Linked DNA regions of Zea mays: region 2 is linked to region 1. A link is a contact called in public Hi-C data. All regions are on one chromosome and are shown on one strand. Each heading gives the region's core, a stretch centred on a gene start, on an enhancer-like site or on the middle of the called end of the contact. The rest is flanking DNA. Distances are from core to core; before and after follow the strand shown. Region 1 holds the start of LOC100278437. Region 2 holds the start of LOC100272915.

What was found. Hi-C and Micro-C count contacts between places; a contact is called where the count stands out from the background.
Region 2: a contact with region 1 is called in a Hi-C map of root tip, with 8 times the contacts expected there. The contact joins the promoter of LOC100272915 here to the promoter of LOC100278437 in region 1. A contact is called at or near these places in 13 of 25 Hi-C or Micro-C datasets (bundle sheath, ear, endosperm and 5 more).

The regions. Positions count from the first base shown.
Region 1 is chr9:27,068,901-27,071,861 of Zm-B73-REFERENCE-NAM-5.0, reverse strand. LOC100278437 reads right to left here and starts at 1,327. Exons shown (of 3, transcript NM_001152034.3): 1 at 1,107-1,327; 2 at 486-980; 3 at 68-353. The coding sequence starts at 1,241. The coding sequence ends at 255.
Region 2 is chr9:27,238,752-27,242,018 of Zm-B73-REFERENCE-NAM-5.0, reverse strand. LOC100272915 reads left to right here and starts at 1,889. Exons shown (of 8, transcript NM_001328379.1): 1 at 1,889-1,952; 2 at 2,335-2,527; 3 at 2,744-2,990; 4 at 3,180-3,253. The coding sequence starts at 2,378. LOC103638156 (pentatricopeptide repeat-containing protein At5g08510) reads left to right here. Exons shown (of 3, transcript XM_008661137.3): 3 at 1-207.

The DNA.
Region 1 (2,961 bases), core at 78-2,577:
TCCCACTGAGCGCCGCTGGAGAACCTGAATGCTCCACGGAAACAAGTCATTAGGAAGTTCTTCTTCATTTGATAGACGAGAAAAATGCTGCATTCATGGACCATGACAATACTTTACAACTAATGGTGGACGGAAGTAGATCAAAGCAGAGTACAAAAACAATACAAAAAATATATATATATATATGGCTTGTACACGATCGACCAAGATCAGTTAGTTCATCGCCATGCGTGTTACTGCCAACTTCCACTTCTTCAGCATCCAACCATGAACCACCGCCTGCTCGTCTTGCTGCGCTCCGCCTTCCTCTTCTCCTTCTGGCACGCGCATTTTGTTTCTTGCAGTTTCTTCACCTTTTTTTTTCCAAACCAAACGAAACAAGGTCAGATTTTTCAACGTTTTGTCGCCTCTGTATTCGTTTACCAGTGCGCAGAAATCGGTCAGAGTGTCTTTGTCGTCGTCGGGGAGCGGACTGCGGAGCTCACCTTGGTGGGCGCGTTAGGCTTGCTGCTGGTGCTGCGGTGGAGCTGGCGCGCGCCCCGCTGCAGGATCTCCACGGCGCTCCAGCTCCCGCCGGCCGCCGCCGCCGCGGGCTTGCTCTTGCTCTCGTTGCCGCCGCCGCCGCCGCCGAACGCCGCAGCAGGGGCCGGGTCCACCACCGCCACCGGCGCGAGGTCGGACCACGTGGCGGGGTCCTCGACCTGCGGCACCGACGAGGAGGTCCCCAGCACCAGCTGGTGGGCGGCGTGGCCGGCGGCCTTGCCGCCGACGTCCAGGTCCAGCTCGCTGCTGAGCTGCCTGATGCGGGACTCCAGCAGGTTGAGGCGGTCCATGAGGTCGCTCCGCACCTGCACGTGTTGCAGCGCCGACGGCAGGGACTTGGTGTGCTGGTGCTGCGGCGCCGGCGCGCGGCGGGCCGGGGCCGGGGCCGGGTCGGCGTGCGACGGGCGGCGCTGCTGCTGCTCCTCCAGCTGCCGCAGCTGCACCAAAATACGTGCGCATGGAGTCATCAGTCGCTTCGCATCAATGTGCCCGCGTCATCGGCGTGCATGGACCATTCATGGATGTATGTATACAGTACAACTACACGTCGGGATCGCACGTACCCGGAGGTCGATCTGGTCGAGGCGGCCGAGCAGCTGGCTCTCTGCCGGCGGCGGGGGCGGGGGCTGCGGGGGAAGGCCGTACCCGTAGCCGCTGATGAGGACACGGCGCTCGGAGCCCACCAGCACGTCCGCCATGACGGACGGACGGCTCGCAGTCGCACGCGATCGATCGAGTTGGTTTATGTGACGGTGACGATGACGCCGCCAACTGCAGCTGCAAGGACGACGCGCGTGCCACCGTCAGTTATAAAGGCACGGTGGTGAGGACTGAGGAGCACGCAGGCCGGGTCGTCGGTCAAAGATGATCGGGGCAGGGCGGCGATGGAGGAGCATGCAGTGGCATGGCGTCGTGGCGACGACGAGGTGTAGCGGAGCCCGGCATGGTCGGAGCTGAGAGATCGGGTCTTAGACTCGGCCGAGTCAAAGAACGTGGGAATATTTCCTTCCCGGGTGTGCTACACTGCTACGTCTCTGGATCGATTTGTAGGTGAAGCCCAGGAATCGGCGAATCGGTATAAGATGCGCGTTAGTGGCTAAGACAGACGGCCCATCTTAAAGAATATGGCCCATATAGACCTATCATAACAGGCCGGTCGTGTGTCCCTTCTAACTTTGCTGATTCTATAGGAGAAAACCGAGTGCTGGGCACCCAAGGAACACTGCAATTTGCAACAAAGAACCCCGGAACATAAAGTTGTTTATATACCGAAAACGTACAACTTCTAGAATCTACAAAAAATTAGAGATATATATAGACGTTTGAACCTAGAGCAACTACAAGGGACTAGTCAGATCATATTGTTAAATTAAATTTGGCTATTGTCCAAATAAAAACATGTCCAATAAAATATGTAAATGCGCCTCTTCAAAATTTAGTAGCTCTACATCTCACTACCTTTGTTCTCTAATTTTAGATAGCCAGCTTCACTCACTCTTCTAGTCCCCGTTACTCAATTGTTGTAACCCCTTCTCTCGGGGATGATGCGGGCCGCCATGCAATACAAAACTCAGGTTGGGGATTATCGATCTCTGCCCCCGTTGCCATTAAAAAAAGCATTTAATTTGGTTTTGCTTTCCGGTTTCGTTTCCAATGGAAGATTTACCATCTGTTACAAAATATTGTACATATGATCAAGACCCATCCAACCGTCCATTTTACAGTTATTTGATCTACGGGTCAGATGCCCTTTGTACACATGTATATAAAGAGGATCTCTGCAATAAACAAGACACACCAGTCGTTTTGTCTCATTCGCTCTTGTCTCTCTACTGATTACCACTGAGCACTGCAATAGAGCGCAACACGTTATCAGCACTGTCTCAAGGAGAAATCAGAGAAGGGAAAAGAGGAAGAACACGCTGTTCTTGACAAGAACAGCAAGATCGATCTGCACATCAACAGCAAGGTATGGAGCATACCGTTTCCATGCGCATACGCCGTATGCGCGAGGTTCTTCACATTGTTGATGATGCGATGTTGGAAGCGTTCACCGTTGGGCAAGCCACTGCGCTTCCACCGGTGCACGCGATCCCTGAACGCCGTGTGCAAGTGCAAAATGTGCACTTCTGCGTTATCCATGGATGGACAGCGGTGGTTCCGCTGCCGGTGGTGGAGTGTGGACTCCCCACTGCAACCCCGTCGCCACCGGTGCCGGTGGTTGACGTGGGATCGTCTGCATCCGCTCCTATGGACGTCGATTTGGAGGCACCACCGCCGCCTCGACCCACTGCAGAGGCAGTTACTCGCCGTTCTTCATCTCCACCGGCGCCAGTGGTCGTCGGGACCATCGCTGCCCGTCGTGGACAGCCTGCTCGCGCTGTTGATGCCCCGAGAGGCCGCATCATTTTCACTGGC
Region 2 (3,267 bases), core at 640-3,139, 170 kb before region 1:
ACTGGTCAACGTTCAGAAATTGCCATGTGATTGTGGAAGAAAAGAACAATTTCACCGGGTCAGTTTCACTTTAGGAGCATAACCATAACGTTAGATGCTTGACGATGACTTGTAAATGCTGACGAAATGAACATGACGCAGCATCTTCCTTCTACTTTTGTCGCTGTTTCTCTTGTTGAAATAACCGGGGTAATGGTCTTGTTTCTTGTCCTTTTGCATTTTAAAAGCTGGGTGATCCTGGAAGTTAGTGCTCTGGATGCTTGGTGGCGCTATACATGTCCAAATGGGTTGGGCTTGCCGAGCGGCCCGAAACCCGACACGGGTTTGGTCTGGCCTGAACCCGGCACAACACGTAGTGAACCAGGCCCGTGTCGACCCAGCCCGGTCATCGAGCTGTGTCTGGGCCAAAGGCGTGGCACGGCGGGCTAGACACGGCACGACCCGGTTTTATTTTTTTTCTATTTTTTCATATAAGTACATATTTAGAGTATAAAACACAAGAAACATGTGTTTTTGTCGGTTATGTGAGTGCAAATAAACATTTAGAGCTAATAAATATGGTTTAAACCATCAAATATGCATATTTTTAGAATATTTTTATCATTTAAACTTCATATGCTATTATTGGCCCGTTAGACATGTCGGGTCGTGGACCAGCCCGACACAGTTATTAACCTAACTGGTCGTGCTTGAGACTCGCTCGGGGCCCGTGGGCCGGCACGGCATGGCCCGCTAGCTAATTCTGGCCGGCACGGTCCCAATCCCCCCGTATAGGTGGCGCACTGGAATCATGAGATACCAGATAGGCAGATAGTAGCTGCTTGTCCTTGTCCTCCCCCCTATGGAGATTGGTAGTGTCAGAAGCCAAATGGGATTCTGGGCCATGTATCAGATGTATGGTAGAAGTAGACTACTTGGTAGTTGAAATAGTCAAGGGGTAATATTGTTCTATTGTAGTTATCTCCATGACACCATCAGCTAGCCTAGGCTAGCAGAAAGGACGGAGATTACTTTACGGTTGACCTGACTGACTCGGCTCTCCAAGTCTTCGGCCTCCTCCGTGTATGTCCTGGCGGCCAGTCTTCTCGTGCTGACGCGCAGCGATCCTGCTGGGCAATTGCTTCGTCGGATGAAATTGACAGAACGATTTGTGCAGGGGAGAGAGAGAGAGACGTCGGCGTTGAAAGTGAAAAAGGATCGCGCCACCTACTGGTGTAAAGATAAAGATCATTCAGTGTCAAGGCTGGAAGCCTGGAATCGGCCGGCCTCTAGTATAGTAGTGAGTGAGTGTGTTGAGCAGATCATTTCTTCAGTGGATGCCAAGAATTCGAACATGGACACATGCATGGTCTGAAGCAAGTAGGGTTTTCTATATCTGCTTCTTGCTGGCACTAACTAGGATCTTCCTTCCTTCGTGTGGTCCTAGAATCCCAGATGAAGGTTCGTTCCTGCACCAGACTCCAAGATCTGCTGCGCGACAGAGTAAACAGCTCTATGATCTGAAGCACTTGGACAGCATTATATAGTTTGCAAAAAAAAAAAAACATGCATCATACTTGTGCTTGCCCACCCATATTCAGGTTGTCCTTCCAAAGAACTAACTGGCAAGTTTCGGAGGAAGACCCAGCTGAAACTGAAAAACGCGAGGCGAGTTGGAATTCGGAAAACGGCAAGATCGCTGGCAAGATTTTACTGTGGATTGGTGAAATCAAACTCGGAGACAGTCAGGCCGGAAAGTATAAGAGCGTAAACAATGATGTTTCTTTGTCCATCCATGGAATTATATTCAAAAAAAGAAGACAGTGAGAGCGACCTGGCTGTGTGTCTCTACGTATAAAACACCGAGGCAGGCAGCCACCCACTCTCCCCATTAACAAAGCACCCATCCCTTCAACAAACCTCGAGTCGAGAGAGAGAAGAGAGCAGACAACAAGAGACACCAACGAACAGAGGTACGTACACCAAGCATCCTCCTCCCCCTCTTCCTTCTTTCTCTTTTTTTTGCAATTTGATTCTGCTAGCTCTTCCATGTTCTTGGCTCTTGACTCGAGTGCCTTCTCCTGCGGTTTCCTTTTTTCTTGAGAATTCAGCTATGTGCAGTACACCGCATGACTCACAAGAACATGAGAGATTTGGATGAGTTTTTTCTTCAAAAAAACATTTTTTTACTCTAAAAATTAAACCACTAGTGTTAGGCTCAGGTCTATAACAGTTGACATCAACGACGAAGTGGTTACGGGAGGTGGTTGTGTTGTGTCACCTCGTGTTCCTGCTGATCAGGGACTTTCTTGGTCCGAATTGATTATGAGAGAGATGCTGTGCCATGGCCTGCAGGCAAACCGGCTCACGCCTGTCTCGGTGCGGTGGCCGGCTAATCATGGCCACCGTGGGGCAGTCCGGGGCCCTGAGAAGGGTCACCGTGCACTACGCCAGCTCGCCCACGCGCGGCGCGGTGGTAGAGGTGAGCCTCGACGACCTCGACGACGAGCTGCTCCAGTTTGTGCTCGCCGATCTTCTTCCCGGCCAGGTACGTGCCCCTTCCTCGCCTTCAGCACGAGCATGCATGCGTACACATGTATGGCGTCTACCCGCCATGCCAGCCTTGTATTTGTGTACATACATACATCTTTGCTTCTTCCACGAACACGCAGCGGATCATTTCCTTTTGCTTCCTTCTTCCACTATCTTAGAAAGTAGGATCTCCAGTCTCCACTGAAGAGAAAGCTAGCTTCCACGATCGCAGGAGGGTTTACACCAGTCGATCTTGGAAGGAGCACACGGCAGCAACCAGGAGAACTATATGAGAGGCGCAGGATCCAGTGCGCCGTCACAGGAATACCATGCACAGAGCAGCACCGCTGCTGCGGCAGCAGCTGCTTCGTCCAGGAGGAATCCAGGCACGGATGACGCCCAGATCGCCTCGGACTTCGAGTACGCCACGAAGCTGCAGCAGGAGATGGAGGGCCTCAGCGTCGACGACGACGGCGACGGTATGGTCTGCTTCTGCCTCTGCTCTGCCTATGGACGATGGTCCAGCAGATTCAGATGCGTTTCGTTTTGCATGATGTGACTGGCACTCGTCGGGTTCTTATTGTGCCCGTCGCATACTCGCATCGCGTCTCATAATTGTGGTTGGTCCTTGTGTTGTCGCTGGCGCGCCGCGCGCCATGATTGTTCAGGTATCAGCTGCGTGCCGTCTCCGTCTGACTCTGACGACGGGCACGACCATCAAAACGAAGAGGACGAGGAGGAGGTTGGCAGCTCGGC